Regions from separate parts of the Columba livia genome. Here region 2 is linked to region 1. The links are chromatin contacts, called in public Hi-C maps. All regions are on one chromosome and are shown on one strand. The core of a region is the stretch at or near the end of the contact, and the rest is flanking DNA. Distances in the headings are between cores, read along the strand shown. Region 1 holds the start of RPL7L1 (ribosomal protein L7 like 1). Region 2 holds the start of FABP2 (fatty acid binding protein 2).

Region 1 (6,464 bases), core at 1,645-4,144:
TGGGATTGGAAGGGACCTCAAAAGATCATCTAGTCCAATCCCCCTGCTGGAGCAGGAACACCTAGGTGAGGTCGCACAGGAACACGTCCAGGTGGGACCAAGTAACCAAGTTACGTTTAGAACAATGAGAAAAGGGACACTAACAAGCTTCAGATATAAAATACACCAAGTTTTGATCATTACTAGAAAAGCCAGCTATGGATCTGTGATACCAGATGGAGAATCAAAAAGCTGTATGTAGATACAAACTACTATCAAGTCACAGGACTCACCCCCATGCCACATAAGGTTCCACAATCCGCAGCATCTTCAGTGATAACGGCGTCAGTTTAACAAATGTTCCAGTGAAATTTTTTCTCAGCCGCAGCAAATCAATCACTCTTTTTACCCTCCGGCTCACTCCCTTAATACTGAGTCAGAAAAAAAAAAGTACTATAATAATAGCCACATTTCTCTAATACAGCAACAAAAGGCCTCAGATTATCTGCAAAGAAACACGTCTGGGTCGATCACACTTTCTTTGCTTTGAAATGGTATGACAGTTACAAATAGCAGCAATAACAAAGGTAAGGCGTAACAAAAGTTTCTTACTCTGCAATCCGCACAACAAAGGCCAGTTTGTGCTCCTGAGGTACAACTGTCTGCCCCGGTCTCTGCTCCATGCGTCTCAGACGGACATCATCTCGGTGTTTGCGCCATGAATCTCGAACAAAAGCCTCAAGGCGTTTAAACTGGATTTGTTTCCCTTTCTGTTGCTAGAGACAAAAGGATAAGAAATTATCACCCTTCCCAACAGTCTTAGAGGTTTGCATCTCAAGGGCCAAATCAAATTCAGAACTCGATAAACTATGCTCTTTCGGTTTTAGAGGAAGTAAGAAAATAAATTCGATCATCTAAGCCCAAAAGAGACAGAACTGAGGGACAACATTTGAATTTACAAACTTCAAGCAGTTAGCTATAGTTTATGAATAGTGAACAAACAGTTTTTCCTCAGAACAAAAATAAGTTAGGAAAAACAGAAGATGACCCATGATGCTTCTAAGCATAGGAGAAATCAAATGGAAGAACTTACAGTCACAGACAGACAGATCTGCCCACCTACATACACAGCTCAGCCAATCACTGGGAAAGCCAGAGACAACGTACGTATCTGGGTAAAAAGGATGCTACAGCAGTAGCCTAGTGTGACTTAAAATTACCACCCAACAAAAAATAACTGGATTTAAAGTTCTTCCCTATAAAGGAGCACACACAAACAAAACCCCAAGCTTTCAAATAACTATTAAGTATTACTGATTTAAATACAGAAAATCCAGACCACTTGAAAAAAAAATTTCAGAGTTATGGGAGAATGTAAAGCATTTTTTTACGTTAAGAAGATGTTTAAATGCCTATGCTTAGGCTCAGGAACAAGTACATCCACCTAAACCATATTCCTTTCTCATATGAACAGGAGCAGAACGCGCATGGCAGTTACCCAATACTATTGTAATAACTATCAGCTAAGTTATTACACTATGTTAAAAATAAATAATCTAACGTTATGTGTCTTCTGTTCTATTTCACCTTGTGAATCACCCATGAAATTGGTTTGAATTTTCAAAGCAGGTAGACTTGATCAAAATCTCACCACTAGGGTAATTTTTCTAGAGAGAATCTTAAAAGCTTTTTAGCTATTTAAGATTATTGTTTATGCTCCCAGCTTAGAAATACAGCAAACCATTCATATAGTTAAACATAAACACAAAAATGGCAGGAGTTTTGCACGTCAGGCACCTGCTACATCAGCTGAGATCCAGTGGAACACGCCTCAAAGCCTGAAATCAAAAGGTTTGCTGCACTTTGCCCATCTGAAAACCACACACAGCAGATGCACAGGGGTCTCTGCGCTAGCAACACAAGCCACCCTACACGTGCAAAAAGGCTTCACAATGACCTGCCTATGCTCTAACAGATTTATTTAGCTAATGATACATACCTAACCCTAAACACACCCTCAGAAAAGCAGAATGTCTCCATAAGGGCTTACAACGCAAAGGTGAATTGGTTTCAGGCAGTGCACTCCCATGGTAACACAAACAATTTGACAGCATTGCATTTTATGTGTGACTACACACACAACCCCTTTGGTAATCACTAATATAAGACAAACGACTCAGAGCCTTTAATAAATTTGTGCTTTGGTGTAACGGCCCAAAAGGTTTAGTCCTCTCTACTGGGCTCATTAAGGTAAGATGCTCATCAACTGAAGCAATGAACTCAGGCTCGCCCTCACAGATGATCCATAGGACCAGCATCTCAGCGAACAGCTGCCTCCCTTGGCCCAGGCGCAGAGCTCGGCGTCCCCTCCGCAGAGGCAGCCGGTGGCTCAGACCGTTTGTAGGGCTGCACGGAATTACGGTTCCCTCCCCCGCAACACAACCCGGCCAGGGGCAGCCGCGCCGCGGGGCCGCCCGGGGTGTACATGTGCCGGGGGCACCCCTACCTTCCGCTTGTTGAGGAGCGCCTGCTTGGCCTGGGTGGCCTTGATGGCCTGGTAGGCCTTCCTCTTCTTCAGCAAGTTCTCCGGCACCAGCGGGATCCGCCGCCTCGGCCTGCGGGGCGGGAGAAGCCGTTCACATCCAGCCGCACGGCGCGGCACCGCAGCCCTCCCCACTGCCCCGACCGACCCCCCGGCCGCCGCCCCAGCCCCGCAGTCCCCCCGGATGGCAGCGGATCCGCGGCCACTGCCCAGCGCCACTTACTCTTCTTCCGCCATCTCGCCCGGGAGCCGGTGCCGCTGCGGCGCATGCGCCGGGGCGGGGCGCGCGGCCTGACGGGGCGGAGCAGGCGTCAGCGGGGCGGGGAGGGCGAGCCTTTGTTGTCCGGGCCATGATGTGTCAGCGGGAAGAGTCTGCGAGGAGATGGCCAGTCTCTGACAGCCCGGAAAGCAAGACCCGCACCCCCAGCAGAGAGTACCTTGAAACCAGGCACCTCCTCCGCCTTGCTTCAAACATCCCAAAGGATGCCGGAGCAGTGGAATAAAATAAAATAAAAAATAAGCAAATAAAAAGCAAAGGTGGTGTCTGTGAGTCCCCTCAGCTCTTCCAGCCCGTGCAGCAGCCATTGCCCACACTGCGGGGACAGCCCAGAGCGGGGTACCGCACACACGCTGATCCGGGCAGACACGGGCTGCTGCGGAGCCGACAGGCAGCTGCCACCATGGCCAGGCTGGGGATTTGCCTTGGGCTCAGACCTGACACAGCTTTGTGGGACCACAGCGCAGGTCTTAAGCATGTTCCCATTTATGCTGCTCCTCCATACTTAAAAGGCACCAAGTTCACAGAATCACAGAATGTCAGGGATTGGAAGGGACCTCAAAAGATCATCTAGTCCAATCCCCCTGCCGGAGCAGGAACACCCAGATGAGGTTACACAGGAAGGTGTCCAGGCAGGTTTTGAATGTCTCCAGAGAAGGAGTCTCCACAACCTCCCTGTTACAGTGTTTGTCACCCTCACTGTGAAGTTTCTTCTCATATTTAAGTGGAACCTCCTCTGTTCCAGTTTGTATCCATTGCCTCTTGTCCTATCATTGGTTGTCACCGAGAAGAGCCTGGCTCCATCCTTGTGACACTCACCCTTTATGTATTTATAAACATGAATGGGGTTCAGCCTTATCCCCGTCGTGAGCTCCCTGGAAAGGGCTGTGGCCCCTGGCTCTAACTGCTGCCCCGAGCAGCTTGCGTGGCCACGTCGAGAAGATGTTCTTGGGCTGTGATGTGTCCCTCTCCTCATTTCTCCTGGTGCAATGCAGATGTCTCACCACAACAGAGGTCTGCAATGGAGAAAAAGGCTTTCAAAAGGAGCTTGCCTTCCTGCCTCTCTTATGAACACCCTGGGGGCTTTGCTAGGAGGAAACAGGCCATTGTCTCTCCCTTCAGGTGGCTTCTAAGTGCAGCGGTTCCTGTGCCCATACAGCAGGTCCTGCCTGAAGAACCACAGTATCACAGTATGTTTGGGATTGGAAGGGACCTCAAAAGATCATCTAGTCCAATCCCCCTGCTGGAGCAGGAACGCCTAGGTGAGGTCGCACAGGAACATGTCCAGGCGGGTTTTGAATGTCTCCAGAGAAGGAGACTCCACAACCTCCCTGGGCAGCCTGTTCAGTGTCTGTCACCCTCACTGAGAAGAAGTTTTTTCTCAAATTTAAGTGGAACCTCTTGTGTTCCAGCTTGATCCCATTACCCCTTGTCCTATCATTGTTTGCCACCGAGAAGAGCCTGGCTCCATCCTCATGGCACTCACCCTTTATATATTTATAAACATTAATGGGGTCCCCCCTTAGTCTCCTCTTCTCCAAACTAAAGAGCCCCAGCTCCCTCAGCCTTTCTTCATAAGGGAGGTGCTCCACTCCCTTAATCATCTTGGTTGCCCTACGCTGGACCCTCTCCAGTAGTTCCCTGTCCTTCTTGAACTGAGGGGCCCAGAACTGGACACAATATTCCAGATGTGGTCTCACCAGGGCAGAGTAGAGGGGAAGGAGGACCTCTCTCGATCTACTAACCACCCCCCTTCTAATACACCCCAGGATGCCATTGGCCTTCCTGGCCACAAGGGCCCAGTGCTGGCTCATGGTCATCCTGTTGTCCACCAGGACCAAGTAGACCCAAGTAAGGACTCGTGGGCCACACAGCACACCTGATGTGTAGGCAGGCAGCTGGTCACAGCCGCTGAGGAAAGGATCTCAAATGTGGTCAAGGTGGTGTAAATCAGGGAGACAACTGCACCTCGCAGGCCGCAGGGCCAGCGGGAGGAGGCAGCAAGCCGCGTCCAGCTGCACCGGAGCAGGGTGGTCAGGGAGCAAGGGACTGGGGGTGGGGAGCTGCCGTGCAGAGCTGTAAGCCCAAGAGGCTGCACAAGTGGGACAAGGCACAGAAACACCATTTTTAGGTTCTCTGGGGCACTGCAGGTACAAACACCCTCTGTGCCCTTCATGCATCAAATGAGAGCAACTGTGTCCTGCCAGTCCCAGGTTACGGTGACATTTGCATGAAACCTGGAGCCAAAGCTTTGAAGAGGAAAGAGCACAAAGACAGGGAGAACTCATCCAGAGGAAACAGAGGTTGCTGATACAATATATCCAAAAGTTCTTCCAGTATTTGCAGCACAAATGTCCTTTTGGGTAATACTTCCACCATATACTATAAAAAGAAGAAAAGGAATCAGGGTCATAACCTGAAAGCCTCAGGCCTTTCTTCGCTGTGCTTACTGGATCACATACTTCGAGTGGCTTGTGATAAACCTGTACTGAGAGCAACTCTTAGAAAATCTGAAGGAACTATTGCTTCAACCTATAGGAGCTTTTGAAATTATGGACACACAGTCAGGATTTACGTATAGCATAGCTGGATTTCAGGCTGAACCCAAGCATCTGGGCTAAGGAGGTGGGGGGAAGCAAGCGTGGGACAGCATCCAGAGCAGTGCATGTCTCATCAGCCCAGGGTGAGGGGCCCAGGGAGAGCAATTCTAAGGAGAGCAGCCTGATTGAGATGTTTACACTGCACTGAACATACTCAGCTGAATGTCAAAAGCACAGATGAATGCAGGAGTCAAGCAGACAGACCAGCAAAGCTGGCAAGCGCCTAGAACCAAAACTACAGCAATGCTTTCGTGTTTTTTTCAGACTCCTATTTGAGAGAGGGGGAAATTGGGAAGAGTGGTTTGGAGAGCAGTATCACCTGTAGATGGTGCCATAGCTCACCCTAAAGAGATTCTGTTGCAGTTGATGAGAATGTGTCGGTGTTCTGCTGCCTTCCTCTTTGCTTGTGGGATAGAAGAGGGACGTGTGCCTCCACACTGGACTTGTTACTTCCATTGCACCTCTTACCGATTTGATTTACACCAACTGTAGTTTCCCTTTCAACCTAACAATCAAGAACTTGGGCCTTTCACTAGAAAGCTCAATGATGTCAAGGTTTAACTGCTCATCTTGATGAAGCTGCAAACCTTTATGACACTGTAAGTTAGGCCACTTCTATTTTGATACCTGTTACTTGAATATCCATGCTTAGAAATGTGACCCCACATTCCAGTACCTGCTCAGGCGTATGCTCTGCAAAGAACACACCCCTCGGTGAGCAAACTCAGCTTCTTATCAACTCTGACGTAACCTTTTAGATTATAAGAAAGCAAGCCACAAGGGTATGAAATAAATCATATGAAAGTTTCACTAAAGAAACTAGAAGCAAATCTATAACCATATATAAGTTTCATTCTAACATTAGGGTAAGCTGCTGAAATCTCTGGTAGCTCACGATAGAAAATGTGGACCCATTTAAATCTACAAATGATTGTGGTTTGTTTAACAAAAGGGAAACACCAGTGGGATCGCAGGTATTTCATTATTAATGGTAAGGAAACAACAAGTATATATTTCAAGCACTGTTGCTATGAAATGTAACACAGCGTAGCAGCATACCTAGGCT
Region 2 (6,464 bases), core at 2,695-5,194, 180 kb after region 1:
GGATTCATTTTATCATACACTAATTGATGAAATAAACAGCAGAACTGTTATTGCTTTAAGAAAATCCTGCATTTGGCTTCTACATTTTTTTGACTTGGAGCTTATTAGCTCATGCACTTCAGTTCTCTCTGGTATGTGCTCTCAAAAACATGCAGCACTTCAAAGACCAGAGCCATTATATGCAAATGAAAAAGGAGCATATACAGACACATAGGAATAAGTTTTAAGATCCACAGCCCACTACTAATTAATCAGACAAATGGATCTATACTCACTGGAAATTTCTAAGTAATCTTCAAATGCTGAATATTCATGTTGAACAGATTGCATCAGCAGCAGCATCCAGGAGTTTCTCCTTGAACCAAAATAAAAGGAGAAATTCGCAAACAGGCAACTGGAGTAGGACAAAATCTAGCTCAAGTATGTTCTAATCCTGCTGCAATACAACATCCCATTGCAATACATACTATGAAATTATTTACCCACAGCATTAATTAGGCTACATCGAGCTCCTTGTTGCTAGGCCACCTCTACTTATGATGAAGTTGGCTTTACTGAGGTAGAATTCTCTGCTTATCATATTGATATGAATTTGAGTATTGTGGCTTAAATGCTTAATAAAACTTCACAATAAGGTATCCCGAGGCACTTAAATCCATCCCAAGACATATAGAAGAATCACAAAGTAAGAAAACACACATAAACACAGCCAAATCAGCTGAAAACTATTTTAATATAATAATATTTACATAAGTATATTATGTTTATGCTGGCACCAAGCCAATATCACTCCACAGTAAAGCTGAGTTCTACCACCTTAGATAATTTTACGCAGAAAAACTTGAAGACAAGCCACAAAACAATAAATGGGATAGATTAATATAACCGATTGCAAAATATTTTTTGTCACCCTGCTCTTTGGAACCTCATTGGCAATTACCATCATAATACAGCTTGGTATGATTATTACAGACTGGCACGATGAGAGTGGCATAACCATATAAGTTAATAATTTGTTTCCACCCACTTTGTTTAAAGATCAAACTTCAAGTTAATAAGTTGTTCCATTGTCAGTGTTCTGAAGCTGGCACATTGCAGAAAGCCACAATGCCAAGAATCCACACCCTTATCTTTCATGACTTTTATGCAATCAGCAATAGTATAAATAAAACACCAAGTTTTTCAGTGCACCACCTATGCAAAAATTAGAGTTTTACAAACCGGACGGGGAAAATGTAGATTGAAGAACGAAAAATGCTGGGGAATATTCCAACATTTTAAAAAAATAATAATCTATAAAGCCAATTTTAAGTATAATTCTAGAAGGAAAATCAGCTTTTATAGGAACTCAAAAAATTTGGAATAAATTGTATATCGTATGGTTCTAGTACACATAAGAAAAGTGATTGCAGATTTTAGTGCATTAATAGTCCTAAGTAACTCACATAAACTGTGAAAGATTAAAAAGACGGCTGCTTGTTCTAGCACTGTTATTCCATCAGACCTCAGAGAAGAACAGTTCTTCGTGCTGTCAGCACTACACCAATGTCGAGACATGAAACTCATAAATATTGACCACCTATATAGATTCTCACTTAACTGACAGATCTATGGGGCTGGCATGAACAGGATCCTAAGGATTCATGCCCAGTGAAAAGAAACACTAAGGAAGGGGAAAATGGGACAGAAATGGAGCAACACACTGTAACGTAAAATTTAGGAACCAAGGACTCACTGCTCCCATGGTGAAAAGGTTTGGAGTTGGCTGGTTAGCCCGACTTCTGAGGGAGACCAAAGAATCACAAGTGGGGAAAGGCAATTTGTGAGATAACTGACTAGAAAAGCACATCTGAAATCTTCCTGTTAGTTGAGGACTCACTCCAGAAGACCCTCCCCCTTTTTTAAGGATGAGAAAAACTGCTGAAGTCTGATGTAGAAATTCACTCTTAACCTGCAGAATGTCACTACTCCAAGTTATTTTTTCATAAGTTAATACGGACTAGATTCAAACGAGGAGAGTAATCAGTAACATTAGTTTTGTTTAAATGTATAAACACTACTTCAGACACCTTAATATTTCTTGAATGAAACGAATCAGCAAGTTCCTGGAGAGAATGCATAACCTACCTAAGAAGTAGAAAAGCTTTCTTGAAATACCCAAAATAAAAGGTCATTCCTTTTTGTTAGTTTTAATATATGTCTGGATTTTTTACTGTATACAACAGAATTGGTTCAAAAGTTGCACCACACCATAATATCATAGAATGTCCTGAGTTGGAAGAGGCCCAGAGGATCGAGTCCAGCTCCTGTCGCTGCATATGACAACCCCACAGTTCACACCATGTGTCTGAGGGCATTGTCCAGTCTAATAATTCCGCTGTTAGAAAGAACTCTTTTGCAAAGACTCTAAAGGAGAGTTACTAATTTTCTTAAGCAACAATAAATTGGATGAACTATAACCAGACACCAAGTATTTTTGTTTATGTATATATAGTAAATAAATAATATAGATCAACAAGAATAACTACAAAGGTCAAGAAACACTCCAGTGCAATAAAAAGAAACAATGCGACTCTAATAGAAAAATATTTTGCCCATTTTCTGAGCTGGCTGAGGAGTAAGATGGGCATCCATCACAGCACTGGGCATGGTCTATGAAACTTTTTAAGACACTGAGTTTGGATTCAGCACCATGCTAACCCAACTACACATCTTCCATTTTACCGCTGGCTGATTTTTACCCAGTTCCAATTACAGAGGATGGCACATATATATCTTCCTAAGACAAACGTCTTACCTGTACCTGACAATGCTCCAGTTTACAGTGAGATGCAGCATTTCAATTTTATCCTTCACAAAAGATAATTCTGGAATTCCAATATTTATAGAAAGTCAAGGTTTTTTTCTACCAAAATTATGCCTACTTATTTGCAAATTTTATCTTACAACTTTCATGTAAGTCAAAGTGATAAAAAACTGCATAAAAATGTGGGAAGAAGCTGCACATAAAAACTACAAAATGAGATCTAAATGGTGTTGTTAAATGTGAAGTACTACCCTCATCGCTGTTAAGAATAAACAGCCTTTCATCTGGCAGTCTTCTTTATCCTGAAATATGGGAATATAAGAGGTAGGAAGGGGAAAGAAGGGGTAGCTAGTTCAGGAAGAGTGGCAGACTCTGCTTCTTCTTAGCCTTAGAGAAAAAAAAGGCACTTCTGCGGTGGAACACCATAGCTTTGAGGAAATCAAACTACAGTAGCTGGAACAGTGGTAGATGAGAGGACAAGCTGCAGCCTGAAGAGCATTCACTGAATGGGTTATAATGGAGAAAATTTGTAGAAACTGCTCAGAATTTAAACTTTATGTTAGAGAGTGAACAGATTAATACAGAATTTCATCCCAATTTTCATAGCTCAGCACTAGACAAGAAGCAAGCAAATAGTTTTCTGAAACAACCTGTACACATTCGGTAAATCCTCTGCTCCATGTTTAATATGTGAAGAAGAACAAATCTCAACCAAATTATAACAGACAAAGTAGAGATTCGTGTTTGGTTGGTTGGGTAAATATATTTTCTCCAGTTGCATGAACTCTCCCACTAGCATGAAGATACAACAGAGGTAGAAAATGTCAAGAAATTTTCTTACTAATTATCGCTTACACTAGATACCTGATTTTTACCACAACTCAAATATGGTGAATAAAACAAATGCATTAGCAATTCTTGATTAAGAAGAGCAATAAAGATAACGTCATGATTTGGGGGCAATAAGGGAGAGATTCAACAAGCAGTGTGGTCCTTATTGGAAATTTGATTAAACTACAGTAAACTTCTCCTTGAAAAGATCAGTGCACCAGTTGAGCTTTAGTCCGCCACATCATCCTGTAAATTGCTTTCGAGATAAGCCAGTTCATAAATTCTCTTTGCAAAGCTCTGTTACTTCAGAAAAGTCCTCCTACAGACAGAAACATGGCATTTAATGGTACTTGGAAAATCGACAGAAATGAGAACTATGAAAAGTTCATGGAGGCAATGGGTAAGTCTTACTTTTCCAATTCCTTCTACAAGAATAATACCACTCTGGCTGGATACAAACTCCAGCTGCCTGTGACCCACCTTGTGGCTGGCCTGTCCCCTTGCTGTTTGCTGCTCTGCCCTTGCACAGTGTACTGTATTTATTTTCAAAAGATTCTACAGTGGGTGAAAAAGTTTCTGAGAAATGTTCTGATTTTAATGACATTATGTTAATCTTAAGCAATTTAACTTATTCCATCAGATTCATTTCAGCAGAGGAAAGAATCTCTAAGTCTACACTTGAGGAAAATGGTCAGAGAATTTGAATTACAAACTTTAAGCAGAATTCTATAGCAGGAATATGCTTTTAATAACATTAAACTAGTTTAAAAATTACACAGGGAGGAAATAATCGTTCTTCAGTTTTATAGAAACACATTATTCAAGTCATTTTAACATACTGATTCTTACCTCAAGTTTGTACAAACTGGTGTTATATGCGTATAAACATGACCATTCCAGTGAGATAGTAATTCGTATTTTATCAGTACTGGTGAATATGACTTCAATAAAAAGTGAAGAAGAATAAATATTCAGGCCAGAATGCTGGAATAAACTCACTTGACCACATAAAAGTTATTAAAAAGAGACAAATACGATGTTCTATTTTTTTTTTCTGATTTATGTTAATTGATTTTTTTAGGTATTAATGTGATGAAGAGAAAGTTAGGAGCCCATGATAATCTGAAGATCACTATTCAACAAGATGGAAACAAATTTACGGTCAAAGAATCAAGCAACTTCCGTACTATAGATATTGAATTCACTCTGGGAGTCAATTTTGACTACAGTCTGGCTGATGGGACTGAACTTACTGTAAGAGACTTTTAATATCATTATCTATTTATTATATGATAATAACTTTATGAAGTACAGTTTCAAGATGAATTATTTGTCTTCCTAGTTTTTAATTTAAATTTGACTTTTAAAGTGTGGCTGTTCAGGAATACTTGCAGCTTATATACAAAAATACAAGGTAGTCTTAACTGTTAATGGTTCAATACTGTACTGTGAAACTTGGGGTTCCATACAGTGCCCAAAAAGCAGAGGATACAGCAATTTGCACATGATGAAATTTATGTGACTGCTATTTTACTTATAATACTCAAGTACACCACTTAGAATGTAGAGTGGGTATTTATAAGAAATTAGTTTTTCTCTATTGATATAAATAATTAAAAGAAGGTGTACTGAGCACTAAAAAAGTTAGCTTGCCTAATACGCAATTAAATAAACTAGTGGTTTTATTAAAAATTCATTTTTACAGTCTTTCCATCAATGTCAAAACCCCCATAATTACACTGTTTTAATCTCTTCCCACTTTTAAGCATTCCTGCAGTCTTTAAATCAAATCTGTGTCATATTTACTGCAAAATATTTGGGGTTATTTTTCCCATTGTAGGGTTCTTGGAACATGGAAGGAGATAAACTTGTAGGAACATTTACAAGAAAAGATAATGGAAAACCACTCAAAGCACACAGAGAAATCATAGGTGACGAACTTGTTCAGGTGAGTTAAGCAGTCGCTTCCATATAACTTTACAATCTAATGAACTTTAAAAATTAAAAACTTTTTTAAAGGTAAGAAATATTTTCTTCAAGCCAAATAACCTCATTTATCTTTAGTTAAAATTCTCCAGTCCAGTCATCTATCAAGACTTAGAACAAAACTGTCTATCCATGATTTTTAGGTTTTTCCTACCCATGTGAACTGTATCTTAGCAATGCATTCTGAAGCCTGTGAACAGAAGCTGTATATAGATAGGTACATGCTATATAGATAGGTACACGCTATATAGATGTGTCCCAACTGAAGGCCCTTCTCCAAGTGTCTGCCTTGTAAAAGCCTTCCTACAGGAGCTTACTACAGGGTAATGCAGACAATGGCTGATAAATACCCTTCTAAAACAAAGTTTAGGGTTGGAGCAGGGCGAAATCTGAGACCAAAGGGAAATGCTTCATAGCTCTGCAGTAAAGCCAGAAACTGAACGGAACTGCAATGCTTTAAGATCCTCTGTGCTAGCAAGTCAGAAGTGTCTTAGAAAAAATAAAAAACAAAACAAAGCAAACAACTATGGACAGGTGTGAAATTTGAGATACCAAAAACATACAGTCCAACTCTTCAGTCCTTCTTCACATTTCTAATAAAACAGTCACACAGGTGAAACTTGTAAAGTAGTGGTATTGGGAATATGGCAATTCAACAGTTTGTTGTTTTGTTTTGTTTTTTCTGAAGCACCGAACAGTTGTTCTGTGCTGGTTCAAATGTTTGCATAGAGAATTTATGCCTATTGACAATAGGCTGCTTTCCTTATGTTCCTTTTCTCAGAGCCCTTACAAAGGACAGTAGGCCCGACATGGCCATCAGTAACAATTAATTAAACCACTG

Evidence for each region. Hi-C and Micro-C count contacts between places; a contact is called where the count stands out from the background.
Region 2: a contact with region 1 is called in a Hi-C map of crop, with 3 times the contacts expected there. The contact joins the promoter of FABP2 here to the promoter of RPL7L1 in region 1. A contact is called at or near these places in 2 of 2 Hi-C or Micro-C datasets (crop and liver).

What each region holds. Positions count from the first base shown.
Region 1 is chr4:67,194,381-67,200,844 of bColLiv1.pat.W.v2, forward strand. It overlaps RPL7L1 (ribosomal protein L7 like 1), which reads right to left and starts at 2,895. Exons shown (of 6, transcript XM_065062764.1): 1 at 2,745-2,895; 2 at 2,486-2,594; 3 at 592-755; 4 at 273-410. The coding sequence starts at 2,758.
Region 2 is chr4:67,373,212-67,379,675 of bColLiv1.pat.W.v2, forward strand. It overlaps FABP2 (fatty acid binding protein 2), which reads left to right and starts at 3,945. Exons shown (of 4, transcript NM_001282808.1): 1 at 3,945-4,037; 2 at 4,719-4,891; 3 at 5,478-5,585. The coding sequence starts at 3,971.